Regions from separate parts of the Mus musculus genome. Here regions 1, 2, 4, 5, 6 and 7 are each linked to region 3. Evidence: chromatin contacts called from public HiChIP or PLAC-seq and promoter capture Hi-C data. All regions are on one chromosome and are shown on one strand. Each heading gives the region's core, a stretch centred on a gene start, on an enhancer-like site or on the middle of the called end of the contact. The rest is flanking DNA. Distances are from core to core; before and after follow the strand shown. Region 1 has its middle 13 kb from the start of Gm40554. Region 2 overlaps Dglucy (D-glutamate cyclase). Region 3 holds the start of Kcnk13 (potassium channel, subfamily K, member 13). Region 4 overlaps Foxn3 (forkhead box N3). Region 5 holds the start of 3300002A11Rik (RIKEN cDNA 3300002A11 gene). Region 6 overlaps Foxn3 (forkhead box N3). Region 7 overlaps Foxn3 (forkhead box N3).

Evidence for each region. Promoter capture Hi-C pulls out the DNA fragments that hold promoters and counts their contacts. HiChIP or PLAC-seq counts read pairs in DNA pulled down with a chosen protein or histone mark.
Region 1: an H3K4me3 HiChIP or PLAC-seq map of embryonic forebrain shows a contact between it and region 3, with 3 times the contacts expected there. The contact joins the enhancer-like site here to the promoter of Kcnk13 in region 3. A contact is called at or near these places in 10 of 39 promoter capture datasets (the C10 cell line, cranial neural crest, embryonic stem cells and 5 more), 2 of 115 datasets of contacts at active chromatin or transcription factors (embryonic forebrain and embryonic stem cells) and 2 of 9 other capture datasets (adipose tissue and embryonic stem cells).
Region 2: a contact with region 3 is called in a promoter capture Hi-C map of pre-B cells, with 5 times the contacts expected there. The contact joins the enhancer-like site here to the promoter of Kcnk13 in region 3. A contact is called at or near these places in 3 of 39 promoter capture datasets (hippocampal neurons, pre-B cells and stem cell-derived epiblast-like cells), 3 of 484 Hi-C or Micro-C datasets (embryonic stem cells and pro-B cells) and 1 of 9 other capture datasets (embryonic stem cells).
Region 4: a contact with region 3 is called in a promoter capture Hi-C map of liver, with 2.7 times the contacts expected there. The contact joins the enhancer-like site here to the promoter of Kcnk13 in region 3. A contact is called at or near these places in 7 of 39 promoter capture datasets (the C10 cell line, cranial neural crest, embryonic stem cells and 4 more), 1 of 115 datasets of contacts at active chromatin or transcription factors (astrocytes) and 3 of 9 other capture datasets (adipose tissue, embryonic stem cells and liver).
Region 5: a contact with region 3 is called in an H3K27ac HiChIP or PLAC-seq map of embryonic stem cells, with 4 times the contacts expected there. The contact joins the promoter of 3300002A11Rik here to the promoter of Kcnk13 in region 3. A contact is called at or near these places in 14 of 39 promoter capture datasets (the C10 cell line, cranial neural crest, embryonic stem cells and 8 more), 1 of 15 datasets of contacts at CTCF or cohesin (large pre-B cells), 2 of 484 Hi-C or Micro-C datasets (Th1 cells and cerebellum), 5 of 115 datasets of contacts at active chromatin or transcription factors (astrocytes, embryonic fibroblasts, embryonic stem cells and 1 more) and 1 of 9 other capture datasets (adipose tissue).
Region 6: a contact with region 3 is called in a promoter capture Hi-C map of pre-B cells, with 3 times the contacts expected there. The contact joins the enhancer-like site here to the promoter of Kcnk13 in region 3. A contact is called at or near these places in 7 of 39 promoter capture datasets (the C10 cell line, hematopoietic stem and progenitor cells, hippocampal neurons and 3 more), 3 of 115 datasets of contacts at active chromatin or transcription factors (astrocytes, large pre-B cells and stem cell-derived neural progenitor cells) and 1 of 9 other capture datasets (embryonic stem cells).
Region 7: a promoter capture Hi-C map of liver shows a contact between it and region 3, with 3 times the contacts expected there. The contact joins the enhancer-like site here to the promoter of Kcnk13 in region 3. A contact is called at or near these places in 5 of 39 promoter capture datasets (hematopoietic stem and progenitor cells, hippocampal neurons, liver and 2 more), 1 of 484 Hi-C or Micro-C datasets (neural progenitor cells) and 3 of 115 datasets of contacts at active chromatin or transcription factors (astrocytes, microglia and stem cell-derived neural progenitor cells).

The regions. Positions count from the first base shown.
Region 1 is chr12:99,010,096-99,013,293 of GRCm38.p6, reverse strand. No RefSeq gene overlaps it. Among named protein-coding and RNA genes, the nearest start is that of Gm40554, 13 kb to the left of the region's middle. Within about 2 kb of position 1,908, at least 46 of the 459 cell types and tissues checked have an H3K27ac peak or open chromatin away from gene starts, as enhancers often do. A contact at or near this core is called in embryonic forebrain and hippocampal neurons, where this site is marked.
Region 2 is chr12:100,838,037-100,840,994 of GRCm38.p6, reverse strand. Dglucy (D-glutamate cyclase) reads right to left here. Exons shown (of 13, transcript NM_145448.5): 4 at 2,297-2,495. Among named protein-coding and RNA genes, the nearest start is that of Gm36572, 54 kb to the left of the region's middle. Within about 2 kb of position 1,599, at least 77 of the 459 cell types and tissues checked have an H3K27ac peak or open chromatin away from gene starts, as enhancers often do. A contact at or near this core is called in pre-B cells and pro-B cells, where this site is marked.
Region 3 is chr12:99,962,962-99,965,881 of GRCm38.p6, reverse strand. Kcnk13 (potassium channel, subfamily K, member 13) reads right to left here and starts at 1,383. Exons shown (of 3, transcript NM_146037.2): 1 at 1,081-1,383; 2 at 1-678.
Region 4 is chr12:99,255,935-99,259,141 of GRCm38.p6, reverse strand. All of the region lies in intron 4 of Foxn3 (forkhead box N3), which reads left to right. Among named protein-coding and RNA genes, the nearest start is that of Gm46371, 73 kb to the left of the region's middle. Within about 2 kb of position 1,376, at least 16 of the 459 cell types and tissues checked have an H3K27ac peak or open chromatin away from gene starts, as enhancers often do. A contact at or near this core is called in liver, where this site is marked.
Region 5 is chr12:99,339,311-99,342,295 of GRCm38.p6, reverse strand. It overlaps 3300002A11Rik (RIKEN cDNA 3300002A11 gene), which reads right to left and starts at 1,265. Exons shown (of 3, transcript NR_166805.1): 1 at 1,071-1,265. It overlaps Foxn3 (forkhead box N3), which reads left to right. Exons shown (of 6, transcript NM_183186.2): 3 at 762-874. RefSeq lists an enhancer at 1,025-2,985.
Region 6 is chr12:99,283,022-99,286,068 of GRCm38.p6, reverse strand. The region is part of intron 4 of Foxn3 (forkhead box N3); the gene reads left to right. Among named protein-coding and RNA genes, the nearest start is that of Gm46371, 46 kb to the left of the region's middle. Within about 2 kb of position 1,443, at least 66 of the 459 cell types and tissues checked have an H3K27ac peak or open chromatin away from gene starts, as enhancers often do. A contact at or near this core is called in hematopoietic stem and progenitor cells, pre-B cells and stem cell-derived neural progenitor cells, where this site is marked.
Region 7 is chr12:99,232,064-99,235,131 of GRCm38.p6, reverse strand. All of the region lies in intron 4 of Foxn3 (forkhead box N3), which reads left to right. Among named protein-coding and RNA genes, the nearest start is that of 4930474N09Rik, 71 kb to the right of the region's middle. Within about 2 kb of position 1,596, at least 37 of the 459 cell types and tissues checked have an H3K27ac peak or open chromatin away from gene starts, as enhancers often do. A contact at or near this core is called in astrocytes, hematopoietic stem and progenitor cells and liver, where this site is marked.

The DNA.
Region 1 (3,198 bases), core at 659-3,158, 950 kb after region 3:
TCAAGGATATAAAGTCAAAATGTCAATGAGAGGAGAAACTCCTACCAATCCGATCATTTGAACCCACCTGGTGATTAGTAAAGCATCACACATCACAACCAAGTACTGTCACATCTATGGAACTCCCTAGCAGATTTGCTCTCTGCTAGCACTCCGGCAGATTTTGGAAGTAGAACACCACAATTTCATAAAATAGCTTCTTAAAATACCCTGCCCCCTCTCTCTGTAGAATCATCTTAACATGTGGGGTGTTTGCTTCCGATTACTATAATAAAATATCTGAGTCTTCAAAAAATAAAACATTTATGGGGCTGGTGAGATGGCTCAGTGGGTGAAGTGGATGCTGTGTGTCTTAGTCAGGGTTTCTATTCCTGCACGAACATCATGACCAAGAAGCAAGTTGGGGAGGAAAGGGTTTATTTGTCTTACACTTCCATACTGCTGTTCATCACCAAGGAAGTCAGGACTGGAACTCAAGCAGGTCAGGAAGCAGGAGCTGATGCAGAGGCCATGGAGGGATGTTCCTTATTGGCTTGTTTACCAGTCTTGCTCAGCCTGCTCTCTTATAGAACACAAGACTACCAGCCCAGAGATGGTCCCACCCAGAAGGGGCCTTTCCCCCTTGATCACTAATTGAGAAAATGCCTTACAGTTGGATCTCATGGAGGCATTTCCTCAACTGAAGCTCCTTTCTCTGTGAGAACTCCAGGTGTGTCAAGTTGACACAAAACTAGCCAGTACACAGTGCATGTGCGAAGACCTGAGCTTGGATCCCAAGCACCCTTGTAAAAGCACGGCACAGAGGCACATCTTTGCAGTGCCAGTACTAGAGGACAGAGGTAGGCACAGCTGAAGGTTTTCTGGGCCAGCTCGTCTAGCCAAAGAGCTGAGCTCTGGATTCTGTGAAAGACACTGCTTTAAGTAAACAAACAATCAAACCAATAAGGAGATGTGATTGAAGAAGACAGCCTCATGTCCACCCCAAGCCTCTACACATGCCCACATATGAACACACTCATCACATACACAAATGCACACGAGAAAGAGAAGGGGGGGAAAAAAGCCATCAGAGTTAAACTTCCAAGAGAACACAAAAATTTGACTATTCTATTCTCCAGCCATTAACGACCAGTTCATGGGTCCCTCTAGGTCAATTCAAAATCCTGTCAATGTCACCTTCAGCATCTCTCCCTTCTCCAACAGAGAATCCCCAGGTTCCTCTCTGCTTAATATTATTATTATTTATTATTATTATTATTATTATTATTATTATTATTATGAAGTGACTGTTTATTGACTATGTTCAATTTTTAAAGCGCAATTAGGAATGGCGGAAGGAAGCCAAAATAAAATTCTCATTTAGCTTTTTTTTTTTTTCCCGCCAAATGCGGAGATGGGTTTTTAAATGAAGGCAGGGCCTTGGTGCAAGAGCTTGGAAAATGGCAGTGAAACGGCAGCTGGACTAATGTGCGACATTGTTCCTGGACAGCCTTTTTATTTCCATCTATATTTTCTCCGAAAGTCCCCAGGGAATCCGTTCTGTTAAAGCCGGGCCTATGGAATATAGGCAGTGCTCTGTTGCTGTGGCAACCATTATCTCCTAATTCCTTTTCTTTTCTAAAAATAAAGTGCCCTTTCTCAAAGTATCTCCCACCCCCTGCCCTCCCCTCCCCGCCCCAGCCCCTGCTTTTTATTTAAATCTCTCGGTAGCAGCCGCGCCTCTCCTGCCTGACCTGGCGTTACTTTTGTTTGCTTGAGGAGAGCCACACATCGTGCCCATTACGAACTCCCCCCACTGTCCGTCTCTGAGTGTTAAATTAGAAGTCTAATGAAAGCTGTAGAGCAGCCCCAGCGATCTCATAGAGGGGGTGATGGTCCCAGAGCTAAAGAACAGATGCCACTTGGAACCTGGGATCTTCAGCTCATTAATTCATCTGCTGCTTTCAAGGAACTTCATTTCCATGACAAAAAAGAACCGTGCAGGGCTGAAACCGTGGGCGGAGGGCCAAGGCGGCTCTGAAGAGGCTCGGACTTCACTCAAGCCTTTGATCCCTGACTGCACTACGATGTCCCTTCCCTTGGATTTTTGCATTGTCCTAGGCTTCCTTTGGCCGGCATAGGACGATCTATCTGCTTCTGAGGCATTTGGAATGTTCGGCATTGGCCTAAATTTCGCAGCCTTTGTACATCAAAGATGGCCCTTTCAAAGTGATTGCTTTGGGCTTCTGAACCAAAAGGGTCAGTCTAGAGATGGTGTCCTTTCTGAGACCATCCGCCATGGTGGGATTGTATGAAAATGGGCCTTGCCATGAGTCAAAACCAAAGAATGTTTCTGCCAAAGATGAAATAAGGCAAATAGCTATGACCCCTGCCCTCTAAGCGTCCAGATGAAGCCACACCCCTGTATCCAAGGATTGAGATGTTGGTGAAATGGCAAAGACATCTCTAGCCCTATTCCCATTCCCATCTCTCCCTCCCTAGCCCTACCCTGGCCAAGCTTCTCTGGTAAGTCAGTTTGCTTCTCCATGTCAAGCTAAGAGGCTAAGGCAGGAACAGACAATATCAACTTTGGCTTACAAACAGCTGTATTTGGGCCCCACTGTGTTTAAAGGAAACCTTTAAAGTTTTCCCATAATAAACAAGGTTAGGCAAAAATCATTATTTTTGTTATCTTCCTCTTATGATTTTAAGCGTGTGTGTGCATACATACATGTGTGCATATGTGTGCTTGCTTGTGTGTTTGTGTGTGTGTTGGGCGTGTGTTTGGGGCTTTATCTTAAGTTAATTGACACAGGAACAGCTGCCCACAAGTACCCTGGAGGACCATGTGAGATTTGAATCAAAACAGACAGCACATAAGATGCTCTATGAATCATCTAGAGTGAGGCCTTACCTTTGTCGGGTACGTAAACATTAGGGATAAATGGATGAACAAATGTGCCCTGTGGGGGATGGGGAGATGGCTTGGTCAGTAAGGTCCTTGCAATGCAAGCAGGAGTACCTGGGTTCAGATGCCAGCACCTCCATAAAGAGCCGGGCCTGGTGATGCGGGCATGTAATCTTAGTGTCTCAGTGCTGGAGACAGGAAGACCCGTGGAACTCCAGAACTGGCTGGCCCACCAGTCTGAGTCGGTGAGCTTAAGAGACCAAGATAAGGTGAAGAACAATATAGGAAAACATCCTCCATTCTGCTCTGGC
Region 2 (2,958 bases), core at 350-2,849, 870 kb before region 3:
CACAGACGGGGCAGCAAAAAGGTGACGGGAAGAGAAGAGAATCAAATGTTCCAAAGGAAACCACTACTATTTCTGATGTCCAGATGTAGTTACCAGAGCCCCAGAAAGAATATTATACTTTCCCACTAACAGCTAGGAGGACAGAATGGCAGATCTGTTACTGGAGTATCAGTATACAGGGTGTTTTGAAACTCTCAAGAACTGTACTGTGTTATGCTATTTGTGAGATACTTTATCATCCTCAGCATTCCAGGACATATTGATCCAACAGCCCTTTGTGGCCAACAGTCAGAACCAAAGGAAATGCTAACTTTCAGCCGAGGTTTATAACACACACACACACACACACACACACACACACACACACACAATTTTCCCACCCAGTGGCGGGCATGGTGGCTCACGACTTTAATCCCAGCACTTGGGAGACAGAGGCAGGCAGATTTCTGAGTTCAAGGCCAGCCTGGTCTACAGAGTGAGTTCCAGGACAGCCAGGGCTACAGAGAAACCCTGTCTCAAAATCAAAACAAAACAAAACACCCCAAAAAACCAAAAAACAATTTCCTCGCCCAGTCTCATGGGTCTCTAAATGTTCTTTCTCCATGGACCTCAAGAAGCTGCGAAGTTCTGACAGAATCAGGCAAAAGCAAGCAAACAGCGCCAGGAACATCGGCTGCCTGATTTACTTCTAGATCCCACAGGATGAGCCTGTCCCTGGATGCCCCGGTCTTCCCTTCCAAGATTCTGCACAGGGCGACCTGGGTGACTTTCACTGGTGGTATACTTCTCCCCCTGCAGTGGGGCTTACGACAGGCTTAGAACGCAGCCAGGATCAGGATCCCCTGGGACGACCTTGGCTGCCACTTAACTGGCTGTTACCACCCTGGCAACTGTAAGATGAGGCTCTGCTGTGCTGCCAGCCCAGTGTCTGTATGACAGCACCTGGGACAGAGCAAAGGCACATGTAGGCCACTCACAAAGCCAGGCAGGGCTCCTGGGGACTGAGACACCTCTGTTTAGGATGGGCCATCTATCCAGGCCATCAGTCAAATTCAAGGTGGCTGTAAGAGCCATCTCTCTCAGGGCCTAAGGGCAGTGGGGTGAGTTGTTACAGACAAAACTGTATGGCAGCTGTGGGGAGAGGGGGCAGTGACGTGTCATGGATAATTGACAGGCTTTGGTGAACATATATGGACGTCTGTGCCTCTGTACAAAGCTTTTTTTTTTTTTTTTTTTTTTTTTTGGTTTTTTCGAGACAGGGTTTCTCTGTATAGCCAATCTCATCAACCCAATCTTTTGTGCCTCGAAGGTTACTACAGAACTGCAGGGACCTGACGCAGTCCAAGCCTCTTTGGCAGGAGTCAAAGTGGGGAGGGACACTGTGACAAACAGCGCTCAAGATGAAAAAAGTCCAGCCACTGTGAGCAGGGAAGTCTGGAGGCTGGTCTTGTGCACAGGGAGGCCTGGAGACTGCTGATCAGCCAGAGTGCTCAGACTTGTCCCAACAGCATCTGGGAAGGAGGCAGAGGAGGAAGGGCGCCACTCTTCCCCACGTGACTGGTTTCAGCAGGAAGAGAAGTGCATCAACTCGGCCACAGGGACAGTCCCTAACAGCAGGCGTGTCCCAGGAGAGGCCACCCTTCTGCCGTTAACACTCTGTGCTCACATCAAAACTGGCCATGGTGACACCCTGTGCTTGTAATTCTAGCACTGGGAGATAGAGACAAGAGCATCCCCAGGGCTCTCTGGCAGAGAGCCTACCCTTAATCAGTGAATCCCAGTAAGAGGTCTTGTCTCCAACTCCACGGTGGGGCCAGTGAAAAGACTCATCAGATAAAGGCACTTGCTGCCGTGCCTGGTGACTTGAATTTGATTCCCAAGCCCCACGAGGCAGAGGCAGAAGGAGAGAACTGATTTCCATAAGTTGCCATCCAATCTCCACACAAACATTGCACTACCAAAATCACCCCTTCCCCAAATAAGTGTAACTTAGCAGAAAACAATGTGTTCTGCTCCCGAAGAGTACTAGTTGACCTTTAGCCTGAACATACATTCATATATACATGCCCTCTCTCTCTCTCCAAATGTCCAAATGACTTTGATTGACATTGCACAGCCATATCAGAGGCAGGTGGGAGAGAGACTGACTCAGAGGGTAATGGTTTTACCTGGGAGGGCGACTGAGCTAGGGCTGACCTTAGGGCTTCTGATCCCTGAACCAACATTCTCTCCACCATCGGAAACTACAGAGTCCATCCACATTTTCAAGCTGTTTTGCCCAGGGGCATGGCCTTACCTTGTATGCTCCTGCATGGCTGGGACCTGTTAGGTCTCTTCTGGGGATCCCTGCCTGCTCCAAGGCCTCTTCTATGGAGAAGCTGCAGTCTATGATGAAGGTCACCATTTCTTTTAGTTGTTCTGAGTGCTCTTCCAGTGAGGTCAGGATGCCTGTGCAGGTGCCAAACTTGTATTTCTGCAACTGTGGACAGATGGTCCTAGGGACACAAAGAAGTGCTCACAGGCCCCTGAGGCGCTTTTTTTGTTTTTGTTTTTGTTTTTAGAGACAGGGTTTCTTTATGTAACAGCCCTGGCTATTCTGGAACTTGCTCTGTAGACTGGGCTGACTCCAAACTCATGGAGATTCATCTGCCTCTGCCTCCACAGGGTGTACCACCGTGCCCACTCGGCCAATACTGTGTTTATTAGAAGGTCAGAGAGGGGCTGGAGAGTGGTTAAGAGCACTGACTGCTCTTCCAAAGATTCTGAGTTCAATTCCCAGCAACCACATGGTGGCTCACAACCATCTGCAATGTGAGCTGACGTCCTCTTCTGGTGTATCTGAAGACAGCTACAGTGTACTCATATACATTAAATAAATAAATCTTTAAAAGAAGGAGGAGGAGGAGGAGGAGAAAAAGGCAGAGGAGGGACTCTCTGATACTGACACGTCTAGAGCTC
Region 3 (2,920 bases), core at 134-2,633:
GTGCTCTGCCGACCTTAGCCTGCTCTGCGTGCGGGCTCGCCCATGCCCGCCGCGCGTTCCCCAAGGCGGCGTGGATCTCCCGGCCGCCGCCGCCTCCTCGGTGGTTCCTGTGTAGCCAGCTCCCCACGTCCGCCTGGACTCGTGGTTTCGAATCCGCTTTGTCGTCGCCGCCTCCCTGTCCTCTCTGGAGTTCTCCTTAAGGCTGAAGACCAGAGGGTCGGGACACAGAATCTGCTTCGACTTGGTGCGAGGGTGCGGGCGACCCGGGTTCACCCGAGCTCCTAATTCGGCTCAGATTGGGGAGGGGGCGTGGCGTGCCTTCAAGGCAAACTCCCTAGAACTTGAACTCCTCTTGAAGAAAAAAAAGGTCGTGGGTCCAGAGAGAATCGGCGGGTAAGCTTCACATCAAGGTCCGGGTTCCTCGGAGCATTGCTTTCCAAGCTGTGATGGCTGGGATACGGGCTGTTCTCTGTCTTCGGTGCCTCTCCAGGTGGATCTGTGTTGCGTATTAGTGACAATGTTCTGCCGAGAGCCTCTATCCACCAGAATAACCAGGGCTCAGAGGTCGGAACGGGTTTGGGGCAGACGCACGGACGCAGGGACAGTGCGAAGAGGCAGATCAGCCGGCTCGGATCTCTGCTGGGCACACAGGCTCCACGGCAGCACGAGGGCGGACCGCTGTGGGGAGGAGAACAGAGGGGGAGGTTGGAACAGTGAAGGAAGTTAGAAGCATCCTCCCAGGGAGCCTTCCTTGACTTCCCCCATACCAGATCGCCCTTGGCCTCTAGGGCCTGCACCGGGCGTTCTCTGTCCACACGTGCCGGCCCTGCCAGCCCATCTCCCGGAGAACCGGCCAAGGACAGCGGCCAGAAGAGTTCCATCTCTTTCACCCGGTTTTGATCGCCTCGGCTCTGTAGTTCTTGCGCAGTCAGTGGCGCTGAGCTGAGAACTCCAAGCTACAACATGTAAGCCGGCAACAAGGTTCTTTTGTGAACCGCTGGGGCGCCCACCCAGAGACCCCCAACTTGCCATGAGCTCTGGAGCCGCCGTCGCCTTCGCGTCTCACCTTCCCAAACGCACCTGCTCTGTGGAACAGGTTCAGGATGGTTCCTGGCTTCCCTTCTCAAGTGGCCTTGCCCTGCCCAGTGGGGCTGAGAGCAGAAGTCCGTGCCCAGAGCTGCCTTCTCTGTGGAGTGCTCAAAAACTGCAACAGGTGGAGCTCTGCAGCTGCCAACCGAGGCGACTCCACCCGGTACCCGCCCCTTGGCCTCAGGGCCAGTCTCCTGCTCAGGTCTCCTCCGCTGGCGCTCGCCTGGACCTCTAAACAGCGATGCTTCTACCAGGGAGTGCAGATCCCTGGAGTGGTTGCTTAACAGATAGGTCGAGAGCCTCGATGGTCTGCGTGGGTTCCTCTCAGGCCAGAAGAGGGCGCTGCGTGCCCTCCAGACACACCTGGTTCCCAGCAGTTTAGCCACAGGGGATCGAATATAGCTGTGTGAAGGAATGGATTCATAGCCACCCACGGTCTAAACAGAATTTCTCCGCCTTTAGAGAGAGAGAGAGTGGTCCCAGGAGACCCACCCACGATACTAGCCAGAAACAGAACTAGAAAAGCTTGCAGTTCTGTTGAATAGATGCAAATGATTTTGGTGAGAGTAACTAACAGACCGTTTATCTTGCATTGTGTCTCCTGGGGAGGAAGAACTTTAGAGGGTATTGAGTTCACACCCAGGGTGAGTAACCCAATTACCTTTACTAGTTTAAGAAACATCTCAAGTACATCAAAATCGAATGACGTTTACAATGACACAACACACCACCACCTAGATTCTACAAGTGACAGTTTACCAGGCTTGCTTATATTTACCCATTCCTTTCTAGTCACCAACCCACTCAGGATGCACTTTGAATGGTTGTAGACACCCACACACTTTCACCCCATCTCCAGCCAGTATTGGCCATTATTAAGAGCTCTATCCTCGGATTTTTGCTTTTGTGGTAAAATTTGCATGCAATGACATGTCATTGTACCATTAGGTGAGTCCTGATAACTTTGGGAGCCAAACAATGGTGGCCTCCCTCCCTTATCATCTAAAAGCCACCAAAGGATTAAAGCTCCCACAAATATCTTCCCAGTAAATCCCCACCCACATTCCTGCAGAGGTAGCCACTATTCTGATTTCTTTTTCCACCATGGAATATTTCTCCTTTATAGAACTTGGTTTTGTTTATTCAGGTCTCTGTATTCATAAGAACCAGTTATGTGTCTTGTGTAAAGTGTGTTCCTGAAGTGTACCGACTGACATCATTTCAAACTAGCTTTTTCTAACCCACAACAATGCAGTGTCCACATCCTATAGACTGTTGACAGAGCCAGCCATTTTATTTTTAAGCCTTCTGTATACAGGCACATAAACTTATCTCCTTGGGGTTTTGTGTTCTCTGGACACCTTGTATATTGGACTTTTGTAAATGGTTGGACTATTTTGCCCACTTAAAAGCTTGGTTTTGGAGCTGGGGAGATGGCCAAGTCAGTAATGTGCTCATCACAGTGTGAGGACCAGAGTTCAGCTCCCCAACACACATACAGAAGGATGAGCATAGCTGTGGACTTTTGACATCCTACTCCTCCTGAGCAGGTAGGGCCAAGTGGAGCTGGCTAGCCACAGTTCCGTAGCCAAGTCAGTGAACTCTCGGTTCAGTGAGAGCCCCTCTGGTTTCCACATGCACACATGTGCACACACATACAACATGCACACACACACACACACACACACACACACACACACACACACACACACAATGGTCCCTGTTATTGAAGGGCAGTGTTTTATATAATCTAGACTACCAGTCCTTTCTTAGGTGTGTATTTTGCAACTATTATTACCATTATTTTTCTTCTTCTCTGGAATACCTACTT
Region 4 (3,207 bases), core at 127-2,626, 710 kb after region 3:
ATCCAGTCCCCAGTCATATGGAGACAATGGTTTGGAGGAATGGGAGGCTTGGCTGCTCAGACTGGCATTGCCTCTGCTTTATATGAAAGGGGGCTCTAGATAGCGAAGATTACGACTGCTTAGATTAATGACTGTGTTGACCTTTCTAGTTGACTGTGGATTAGGTTCTGGGTGTGTTAGTTCATCTTAACTGTTTCCTCCAGGCAGCCCAGTTGTTGCAGTGCTGAGAGGTTCTCCTGTGTAGCCAAGGCTGATATCCGTACTGTTTCTGCTCTCCCGTTAGATGGAGTTGAGAGGAGTCCTTGTGGGAACTGGCGCTTCCTGGGGGAAAGCTCCTAAGGTTCCTCAGGTGGATGTGATGTGTTAGCTGCATCCCTCAGAGGCCACACCCATCCATGGTGTTTGCTCACCTCCACAGGTCACAGAAAATAGCAATGCTGGGATAATCTTTTTTGGAAGCACTGTTGTTGTAGCTGACACTGTCATTTGCTCCTTCGGTTGTGTTTCCTGATGTGAGATTTGCAGCGTTCACCCACAGAAGAGGGAAAATAAGCCTTCTCCAGAAATAAAGGGCAGCATCATTGAAAGCGTCCTGCACTCCCCGACTGCTGCTGTGGCGTTTACAGTGTGCTCTTGCGAAATAATACAACAGAGCTTGACAGATACAAATAGCAGGCGTATCAAAACCCCGGCTGGCTTTAAAGATGCTGCCCTCCTCCCAGCCCGCCTTAAAGGGAGAACATTAAAAATCCAAGGCTGATCTTTCTGTTGCTCTTATTGGATGCCTTCTGAATGAAGGATTAGCTCCTTACAAATAACATTATAAAATAAAACTTGAGTTGTAAAAACTCAACTTAGCCAAAAGAGATGGTAGCCTGGTACAAATGAGTGACTGTTTCTTAAGACTCTGGACTTAGCTTCCTCTCGGTCATGAGGTATCTCAACTGGCTCGTGAGAAAATTTTAATTCAGTGTTCTAGATAAGGCATATGCAGGCTTCATAGTAATACCACTTGGCAGGCTTTGGGGAGTGCCCACCCTCCTGGGGGTGTGTATGTGTAGTTTGTCTCTGATCCTTTCTGAGTTGGTCCTTAAGAGTACTATTAGATCCTGGCTTCCCGCCTGCGCTGTTACATTTTCTATCTTCCACCAGGCTTGAGGAAACTCTTGCATGAAGTATAAATTATACCTTAATAAAACTGATAGTCTTTTCCCCCCAAGAGACCCTGATTAATGGGCTCTGTCACTATTAAGTGAAGTGGTTTTTAGAAATAGCTGTGTGACTGGAGTGTTTTGGTTTGGAGTGTGTGTCGCTGGGTTGTTATTTTTACACAGAGCTGTGATAGGAAAATGCAGGGCTCTCTTATCATAGCACATGCAATATTTAGATTGGCTCCCCATCCTCCTGCCCGACACTGATTTCCTGCCTTTCGCCTTCGCCTTTGCCTGATGCTTAAGCATCAAGATTCGGGCATTTTCCCAGAGTAATTGTTGATTAAGTGCTGAACATTCTGCCATGATTATGAGATTACTGTATTCAGCTTTTAATCTTGTGAGTGTCAAATATTTTACTTTAATGCCATCTTCATTATTATTATTATCATCCACAGCTCTTCCTATTTGAGTAATGCAATCAAGCAAAATAAAGGTATTGCTGCAATTTTGGCTCCCCCCCCCCCTCCACCTCTCCCAGAATTCCTTAAATGGAAAGTGCCCTCTGCAAGTTGTTTCCAAATGCTTAATAAACTGGGGGTGGAGGTGGGGTGGGGGGGAGAAATCAAGGGTTTTCTTGGTTGCAAGTAGTTGAAGGAGAAACACAGCGGCTTGTTGAATGAAGGTGGTTTCCAGAAATCGGCATGTAGCCAGAAGTCAGCGCACTGGCGAGAGTGGGAGTTATGCCAGCACCTGGGCTTTCTGGGTGTCCTTGTTTTCTGCCCTGTCATACACAGGGGGTGCTCTGTGGTAATCCCTTATCTACTGCTGAAGGGCAGTATGGAGAAATATTGTCCAGGGACAGTACGTGAGGGACGAGCCTCTGCAGGGGAAACAGGCTCGTGGTGAATAGCTGATAGCCTGGGTTGAGTGTTCTTGTTTGGGAGAGGTGACAGCTTCTTGTCCCGCCTTCAATGATAGTCAACTGTCCTTTGTTCAGTCAGGTGAAAGGAGCCTCGGATGTCTTGAGTTACGGTCTCCAAGTAGAGCAAACTCTCTGGTCTTCTCCAGAACCAGAGGCACAGATGTCTCCACTTTGTGTATAAACAAATAAATATGTAATCAGCTGACTTCACACAGCCAGAGATCAGAAGCTGGGCCACTTGTCCAGTCAGATCCAAGGCCTGTCAGTGCCCTTCAGCATGCCATGGTAGATCCTAACCCCTTGCCCCGAAGCTGACCATGGCAGCCTGTTTCCCCTGCAGAGGCTCGTCCCTCACGTACTGTCCCTGGACAATATTTCTCCATACTGCCCTTCAGCAGTAGATAAGGGATTACCACAGCTAAGAGGATGAGCTGTTCAGGGTCGGCCTGAGTGAGACAGGTGTTGAGTTCAGTCCACAGGCCAAGTGGTATTTGAACTCAAAGCTCTGCTCTATAGACACACCCACACAAAACCAATCTGAATGATTGTACTGGGCCAGACTGTCCAATCGTTTGGTGTCTCTGGACCACAATGTCATCCCAGAGGTTTGTGTTTGAGAACCATGCATTTGAGTTAAAAAACAAAAACCAAAAAAACCAGAGTTTTTAAAACCCTCAGTGTTTTAAGTGAGGTTATAATTTTGTGCTGGGCTACATTCATAGCTATTTTGAGCTGAGGTTGGAGGTGGCCTATGGGCCACAGGTTTGTCCCCGAGCCATTGGCCATCAAGGAACAGTGCTGTTGTATCCCTGTGGGGAATTCAGCCGTCCTTGGCTTGTCACTCAGTGCACCAATGCCCGCAGTGGGGATGGTGCTAATGGAAAGTTGGATCTTATCAGAGTCAACGGTTAGTAAACCAAATCACGGGCCATGGAGATCGCAGCAGTTCTTCTGAGAGTGTCCCTTGGTATTAACTGAGACACAGAGGAAAGAAAATCACTCTCCCCGTACACACACGCGTGCACACACACACTGTGGAAGTGGAAGGAGCCCCAGGCCAGGAGCAGGAATCCCAGGAGTCAGGCTAGTCCTTACCTGACCATCTGTGGAGCTCCAGGCACGTAGCGCTCA
Region 5 (2,985 bases), core at 16-2,515, 620 kb after region 3:
TAAAGCTGATCTCAGACCAATTGCCTCCAGCCAGCCCAAAAGTGGCCTTCAGGGAAAGCTGCCCCCTTCCCCCCAGGGAACAGTTTTAGCCAATTTACACTTTTAAAGTGTGACCTCTTCTAAAGATTCCTAGAGACAAGAGCAGATTGCTGTGAACTGAAGGACACCCCCCCCCCATAAAAATAAAAAATACTTTGAATTCTGGCTTAGGTTTGCTATTGTTGCCAGGTCTTTTGTTTCTGAGGGGAAGGTAATTATAAATTCCATTCCAAGCATAAATGTTCTTTTGTGAGCAAGGGGGACGGGATACCAAAAACAATGAGTGGATTACGTTTCCATTTTTGTAAGATCGTGCCAAGATAATGTGGTTTAAAACAGCTGGGGTTTTTAGAGCAGAGATGGAGCTTCGAAAGGTCTTCTCAGCGCCCATGAACGTCAGCCAAGTTAGAGACTTCTGGACGAGTCTGAATATTCCTCCAGATTCATACTGAGAAATAAGGGATTTTGGGTTGGGGGTAGTTCAGATTTGACAGTCATGTTATTGCATCAACATAATCTGGTAGCTACATGTTCATCTGACCTCATCTACTCGGGGCAAAGAGGAGCAGAGAGCATTTAATGGTGTCCTGTTGTCAGCCTGAGAAATCATTAGCAAATGAACAGGAAACTTTGGAGAATAACTACAATATAGCCCTGTATTTGCCTACCACAAAATTCTCTGTACTGTATTAATATGTTTTCATTTTAATTTTTCTTTGCAGAGTATTGGGAAAGGGTCATTGTGGTGCATCGACCCAGAGTATAGACAAAATCTAATTCAGGCTCTGAAAAAGACACCTTACCACCCACCTCCTACTCCTCAGGCTTATCAAAGGTAAGTGACTCGCACTATCGGGGGTTTTTGTTTTCTTAAAGTCTCCTGGAATTTTGTTATTTTAGCAGAGACAGTCTCTAAAACTAATTTAGTAGGCCGTATGAATGTTTTAAAAATAACTACAGACTAATGGGAAAAAGAATTAAGTCTGATGAGGAGGCACATCCATTGGCTATGCATTTCCTGGGAAGCTTACCGCTTCTGTAGCTCCGACTGAGCGGGTGTGGCTCCGGAAGGGCTCCTGGTAGGTAAATAGCGTCTTCCTGGGTAGAATCGGTTACAGAGGAAAGTGGACAGCTTTTCTATCTCTGCGGGTCACGCTTTGTTGGAATAAGAGCGGTGAGGCACACAGGTGATTCCACCTTCCCATGGCCTGCCTCTAGAGATGTGGAAAGAAGGCAGGCTCGGTTGTTGTCATCCGGTTTCCATGTCGACAGGCTCCTGAGTGATGGGTTTGTTGTGGTTACTAAGTGTTTGTCTTGAGAACCATGGCCACTTTCCCTCCTCACGTGTCTGGCTGTCATGAGACTGAGGTCATGAGTGCATTTTTACAAATATACAATGGGAGGGGTGTTAGGTAGATTGTCACAGTTTAAAAAGCATGTCAGTGCTAAGTTAGAAGAAAGGGCCTTACAGAACAAAGAGCCGGATTTCAACCTGTGGATGGAGTCTTAGCTCTTCACGGTGCTTGTCATCAGGCCCACTAAGAAAGTTTGAAAATTACTTTATTTAAGTGTACAGCTGTTTCACTTTCATTTATGTCTGTGTAGCATTTGAATGCTTGGTGACTGTGGAGGCCAGAAGAGGGCATTGCATCCCCTGGAACTGGAATTACAGGCGATTTGAGCCACTGTGTCAGTGCTAGGAATTGAACCTGGATCCTCTGGAGGAGCAGCCGGTGCTCTTAGATCACTAAACCATCTTTCCAGTCCCCTACCAAGAAGTTCTAGAAGGCATGTAGCAGCATTTCCTTTGTTAACTGGTTAAGAGAAACTGCCAGTGGAGTAGACATTTATGTTAATTGGGAATGGCCCGGTGTCAGAAGGCTGGGGAATTTTACAGTCCACTTGCAGATTTTTCTGTTCTGATGTTTATTCTGCAGGAGGGCACACAGAGTGAGCCTTCCAACGTGGCATTAATGAAGTTCTTGTGCGTTCCATCACAGACCCTAGACAATCAGTCTCCGGCAAGAGACGGGAGAAGCAGCTGGGCTCTATGAGAAGACTGCTGTATGTCTGCCTTTGCTAGGCGATTAGCGTGATGGTAGCCATAGTAACTGGAGTGTCTCCATAGTAACGCGTAGCTGAGACAGGTGCACTTGCATCACAAGGCTGTTTGTTGCCTGGCAAAAGGACAGGCCATTAGTACTTAGACATAAGCTGTTGCCTTAGAAACAAATAACCCTACATAGCAACTACAGTTGGTTCGCAAGGGTATTTTTGGGGGGCTGGGGGAAGGAAGGTTGTAGCTGCTTTTGTCTGTGTTCATAAAAATCAGTGGAAGCATACTTTATTTGAAATGACAACTCGAGGTCATATAGCTGTAGGAGGAAGAGATGGGATTTTCCAGAGCAGCCTAGCCTACATTGTAGGAATGTCCAGAAGGGGAGAGCCATATGCCTGCCTCTCTTCTTGTGATGGTAGCCATTCCTGAAATAGAAGCTGGGATTGGGGTTAGAGAGTTGCTTTTTTATGGGGTTGGTGGGGAGCCTGGCACTAATTATTGCAATACTGTCGATATTCAGTTTCCAAGCCCACCCCACTAGTTTCTCTAGTTTCTCCCTTAGAAGTATGTCACACCCGTTTGCTTCTAGCAAGTTAAAAATGTAAGTGTTATTCACTGGGTCGTGTCATTGGTTCATTTAGGCCAGTGCCTTGTTGCCAAATGTGACCCCCAGGGAAACACTGCAATTATTTAATAATTTGAAGGATTATAATAGAACTCTGGGGGTAGCAAGTAGAATACACACAGGCCAGAGGTATTGTGAGCTGGCTGTAACCTAATGACTTCTCTAGAGTCTTAGCACGGGCATGAAAATGCAGATGAACTAGGGCTTTTACAGTAAATGATTTCCAGATGACCACTTCAGATCCAGTTCTGTCCCTTGCAGT
Region 6 (3,047 bases), core at 194-2,693, 680 kb after region 3:
ACATGGTGAGACAGGAAACAAAAAAAAAAGCGTTGTTGTTGTTATTATTATTATTATAATCTTAGGTGTATGGTTGTTTTGCCTGCATGTATATCTGTGTACCACATGGGTGCAGAGCCCACAGACGTCAGGAGAGGGTGTGCCCTGGAACTGGAGTTACAAATGGTTGTGAGCAGCCATTTGGGTGCCAGGAACCAAACCCAGGTGACCCGCAAGAGCAATCAGTGCTTAACTGTCACGCCACCACTACCGTCCCTGAGGGGCTCACTGTGTTCATTTTTTGGCAACGCCCTTTCCTGTGAATCTACTCCTCAGGACCAGCATTCACCTGTTCATCTCGTCTATCTCCAAAGGGTTCGCTCTTCCACACACTCATGGAGAAACACCACAAAATCTTCCCAGGAGCATTCTTGTCAGTTTCCACTCTGAACGTCAGCCCAGCCAGCATCTCTTTGCTGATCCTAGCAGGATTCAGGGACCACTCTTTGGCACTGAGTTCTTGACTCCAAGGGCCCGCATCTCTGGTTTTGTTGGGTTTTCTGAGACCCTCCCCCGCCCGCCTGTCCCTTTCACAAGTGGCAGCTCGCCCTGGGCTTTCTGGCATCTTTCATCCCTTCCGCAAGCTGACTCTTTTGTCCACTGTGCAAAGGAGGGCGTTCACCTCTTGCATAAATCTGCTTACTGCCCCCAGGCGTGCCCACTAAAAAACCTTAGCACTTACAGGGAGGGGGCAGCCCCTCTCCACATTTGCCCTCAGATGCCCACTGCCTTCTGTTCTCCTTGGCCCGGGGTAGACTCTGAGTCTTCCTCCGCATTGTTTGTCTTTTTGTCCTGCAGTGAGGAAAGCTTTTTCTGGAGCTTCAGTAATTGTCAGCGTGCCGGTCTGTTTACAGAGGTGAAGTTGGAGGGGTGCTCCTGGGCTCCTCTAATCTTTCTCTGTGTGCTTTGGAACATGCTTTTATGCTCATTAAAAAATAACAAGGAAGTACGACTTTCAAAGAGGCCGCTAGTTCATTTTGATCTTTGCTGGTCCGGTTATTTATTTATTTTGGAATGAAGGGTCTTAGGTATGTAGTATACCTAAGACTTGCAATGTCCATTTACCTTTCAAGTACTGGGATTGCAGGCTTGTGTTAGCATGTTCAGTTGGTATATGATGGAGACTGAAGGCTTTGAGTGTGCCAGGCAAGAGCTGAGCCGCACCCCCCACACCTGTGAGCCCAGCTGTCTAAACTTCCCATGCCAGTAGCCTGCTGTACAGTCGAAGGCCCCTTCAGTTCCATAGTCTGCATTTCCCTGCTTGACCCTAACTTTAGCTAATCTCCAGACCCCTGTCTCTAATAACTGTCTTCATGGAAGTCTCATATTGCCCTCTGAGAAAGCAGCCCTGTGAGCAGACTGCTGAGTAAGACGTTATGGCCAGCAAGGCTGAGGACAGGAAATTGAAAACATTTACCAGAGACTTCCTCAAGAGGCAAGGCATCTGTTTCCCCCACTTCCCCTCTGTGTGTGTATGTCTGTGTGTCTGTCTGTCTTTTGTCTGTGTGTGTCTTTGTGTGTCTATGTGTGTACACACACCGCACATACTTGTAGGTATGCCCGTGCTGTGGTCCAAGTGTTGAGGGCAGAGGACATCCTCCAGTCTTCGTACATGTGTCTGCCTTTTTTGAGACAGGGTCTTTTCACCTAAGTACTTCAGGCTAGCTGACCTGGGAGCTGCCAGGCATCCTCCTGCCTCTGCTTTTCTGCTCCAGTAAGGGGCCTGCACTGAGCTCCTGGGGTTTGAATTCAGGTCCTCACACTTACACAGAGAATTGCTTTACCTATGGAGCCAGTCCCCCAACATACACTTTATGATTGCTAAAGATTGGATGGAGAATAGAAAGTCCTAGAATTAGCCACTGGAAGGTTAGTACAAAGAATAACCCTACTGCTGAGCACTGATCTTACTTGATGTTCATTTTTATGGATGTAACTTTAGACTAAATACATCAATAGGAATGTTTTCTTTTAGATTGCATAGCGTTTAGGAATGTTTCTGAAATCTATTAAATTATACCCGTAACAAGACTATGAAGTGTAGAGATGAAACAGCTTTGGATCCTGTTGCCATAAGTAACATGTGTCTTATCAAAGAGCCCTGGCTTTAAGTACAATTGGAAAGGAAAAGCCATTCCCCTTGAAGCTCTGTGGAACTGCTGGGGTGGAGGTCTAGAAATATTTTTGTAAAATTACCAAAAGACTTAAGGATAATGAAGCTTTTAGGATGTGTTCTGAGCAAGCTGTTCAAATGATGGTTTCAGAAGTGGACTTAAAATTACCCCCTCTAAGCTTCCGAAGCCAAGTTTATATCCATTCTTTCTGCTCCCTGTGGGTTTCCTTCCTAAGCCCTTGCCAAGCGGCAGGCCTTAGGGTTTTCATATCTGTGCCATCACGCACACAATGGGATGTGTGCCTACATTTGTGTGCACATGTGTGTAGCCCAGGTTCTTAAGTGGAATGGCCTTAAAGAGATCGTTACTCTCAGTGGTCCTTGCAGCCTGTAGAAGAAAGTTGCAGGCTCTCCAGATGTGGGTAATGGAACCCTGGGATGACATGCCCCTGCCGCCCCAACCATGTGCCCTCAAGCAGCTCATCTGACTGGTGCAGGCCTCTGCTTCCTGCCCAGTCCAAAAAGCAAGAGTCCCAACTTGATGAACTTGGTGAGAATTAAAAGGCACAGCATTCGTTATGTTCACGGTAACATCTGTGCAGACTCCTGCAGCTTCGTATACCTTCACCCTCAAGCAACAACAACAAACATTCTCCCCCAGTTGACTATAGAGATGCCTTTAGGGCATTTAAGGTCACTTTCAATCTCTGGTGTATTGAGGCTGGGAAAGACTCAGGCTCTCCTCCCAAGAGCATCCCATGCAGTTCTTGCCATGCTTGAATGACTGTGGTCCCACAGAAATGGAACAAACACAAAGAAGGTTCCCCTGGGTCTCACTGGAGTTGCCTGTGATCTGTAGGGCTTGTTCTTTGACTTAGTGTGCTGGATTATGCAG
Region 7 (3,068 bases), core at 347-2,846, 730 kb after region 3:
AAAAACCAAAATTCCATCTGAAGTCCAGAGTACCTGGATACCCTTGTGCCCTGTCCTGCTTTCCCCTGAATCCTAAACCTAGCTAAAGCTTCCTCCTTTCTTCCAGTGGGTAACACTCAGTCCTAGTCGTATATGTTCTGCCTCAAGGGCATAAAATTAATATAGAAATGACATTTTATGTAGTGGAAGCCTTTGATACAACAGTGCAAATGGCTCTGCTTTGGGAAGTCAGCAATCAGACATGAAATGGTACCATTGGGCTGCTCACTGGGACAGCACTCTGGCTTTCTGCCCTGCCTCCCACCCCCAAAATCTAACTCTGAAAAGCGACGCAAAAAGGTATTTGGAAGAGGACAAGGAACTGTGGTTATTTTATGAAGACTAGCTCTCAGATTCACACAGCAGCATTTTTTCCACCTTTTTAAAAGTCTTAACTCAGACAAGAAAAATTGGATGCCTTCCCCCAATAGAGTCTCTGAACTGTACTTAATGAAAGCTTGGGTAACTCGTTTGGATTTTGAAAGACAGAAGACCCTGCCCGTTGCTGACTAGGGTTTAATTGCGTAATGAGGCAGCCAATCCGATTTTTATCTGATTTAGACGCCTTGCAAAATAAGCTCCCACAGGTCTGCCCACTTTTTGCCAACATGTCCTGGCAACTTCTGTTGACTCTGTTTACTACAAAAGTGATTGGTTTCATAAAGGCCCGCTGACTCATTTTTTTGTTTATTTGTTTCTAGTCTAAGGTAGCCTAGGCTGACTTGGAACCCCCCCCCCCCCTACATAGCCAGGGATGACCTTGAACTCCTGATCCCCCTGCTTCTGGCTTGTATTGTGCTAGGGATGGAACGCAGGACTTTGTACATGCTAGGCAAGCAAGTCCATGAAGATGTTTTCATTCCAGTCTATCGTGAACAGTGGCCACATTTGCCCTTTCTTATCCTTTCCAGTTCCCCGCCTCCCTGTCCTGCCAGTCCCTTTCTGTCCCCAAGTCCCTCCTTATCTATTTATAGAGTGAGTGTGGATGCATGTGTATATAAAACCTATGTTCTGCATGTGAAGGAAGACATACAGTATTTGTCCAGGCTATTTCTCTTAATTCTCCTCTCTTCAAGGGACTTGGCTTCTTTACCCAGGAATTCATTCAGAACTCTGGCCCTGTGGTACACATCAGAGAATGGAGCCGTATGGCTCCTGAGGAGCTGGCTGTAGCCTGTATTTCTTCTTTTAAGAAAATACCCTATGTTGCTAGAAGGTGTTCATTCACCTGATTTAGTTCCCACCAGGCTGAGAAGGGGGCAAAGTACAGAAAATATGGTTGCCTCCTGTCAGATCCACCCACCTCCCCAGGCAAGTACAGTGCAAGGGAGACCTGGGTGGGTGGGTCAGGGTGAAGGGCCTGCCAGAGAACCCCTTAACAATCCCCACCTTCACAGCCGTAACTGAGAGAAGACTCTCACTAAAGCTGCTGTCTGCATTCTCCTTCTGCCCCAAAGCTCACAAACTAGGCAGGTTCCCAGCTTGGAGCTGGCTGGTGGAAGCCCGGGCTCTTGTTTGCTGTGGAGTTGTCTGGGCAGCAGAGCAGAGAGACATGAAGAGATTAGTCAAAGCAGAAGGCCCAGAAAGGGCAGTCCTCCCAGCCTGGCCAGGAGGGATCCTGTATTGGGTAGAGGAGGCAGGGGCCTGTCTCCAGCAAACTTATAGGTACCAAACCTTGTCCTTTCTAAGATAGGCTAGAGGCTGTAACCTAGAAGATAGTGCATCTACTTTGGAGATTCACACAACCAACCCCTGGCTGCAGATAAGGAAATTTTCTCATTTAGCAGATAAGGCAATAGAGGCCATTTAGGCTGGGTAACCTGCCGGGACCTGTTGTTGGATAATCAGGAAGATATCATCGCAGAGAATATACGCTGATGTATTTCTTCATCTTTAACAGTTTCCTAACTTCTTGAGATGTGTTCTCCATAGTTTTGTTTGCATGCTGCCCCTAAGGGACTTAGGTTTTTTTTTGGTTTCGTTTCGTTTTGTTTTAAATCTTCAGGGATCCCTGGAAAAAGCTCAACACATGGTAACAACATGTACAATATGGTAATAACAGTACCATGTGTGTGTGTGTATGCGTGTATGCGTGTGCTGCATACACTTGCTGGCATAGGTGCGAGCGCGTGTGCCTGTAGCTGCTCATGTGTGCACATACATGTGGAACCCAGAGGCCCATGCCAGCTTCCCCTGGTGTCTTTCCACCTTTTTTGTTTGCTTGTTTTGACAGTTTCTCACTGAACTGTTTTGGCTGGACCGGCCTTAGGGCTCTACCTGCCTCTCACCACAGATAGGGTCATACATGCCCCCACGCCCAGCCTTCTGCCTGGGCTCTAGATTCCTAACCTCAGGTCCTGCTTCTTTGGCAAGCACTCTGCTGACTGAGCGTTCTCTCCAGTCCAGAACCATCTCTGTTTCTCAATAACAAACGTGTTAGGGTTGTGTTGGGTAGTTACAAACTCTTAGTCAAAAACCACACTGCACGTTAGTGCATGTGAAAGTTTCACAAGCACCCGAGACCTTGGGACCCTGTTTTCTGTCACCAAGGAGGAGGATATGCCGTTCTCTTGTACTGACGCTCCAGAGGGAGGCCTCTGCCCAACGGGTCTCAATCCAGCTCCTTTCTGTATCCGCGCCTCTCATAGAGTCCCATAAAACTTCCAGATCCTTCCCAGAAATACACACCTCAAGCAGCTCCCAGTAAGCCCTTTATGGACTGAACTCCTGACCCAGGTCCCTCCTTCCCTATCCTCTTGGCCTCCACATTCAGGTTTGCCCCTTCTTCACACAGGAGCTGCCTCTGTTTGGCTCTTCATAGATGCTAATGAGAAATAGAGGGGGGGGGAGGGTCCAGCTCCTGAGGGGAGGGGGGAGGACAGGCTCTACAGCTGCCTGCTGTGAAGGACTGAGTGAGCTCTCTTCTGCCACCTTAGTGAGTGTGTCCCAGATGACCTGGTGGAAGTAAGCATTGAGCGTCCTCAGAAGTTTAATCTCTGAGATTGCTCCCAGTTTGGGCTCTAATACAA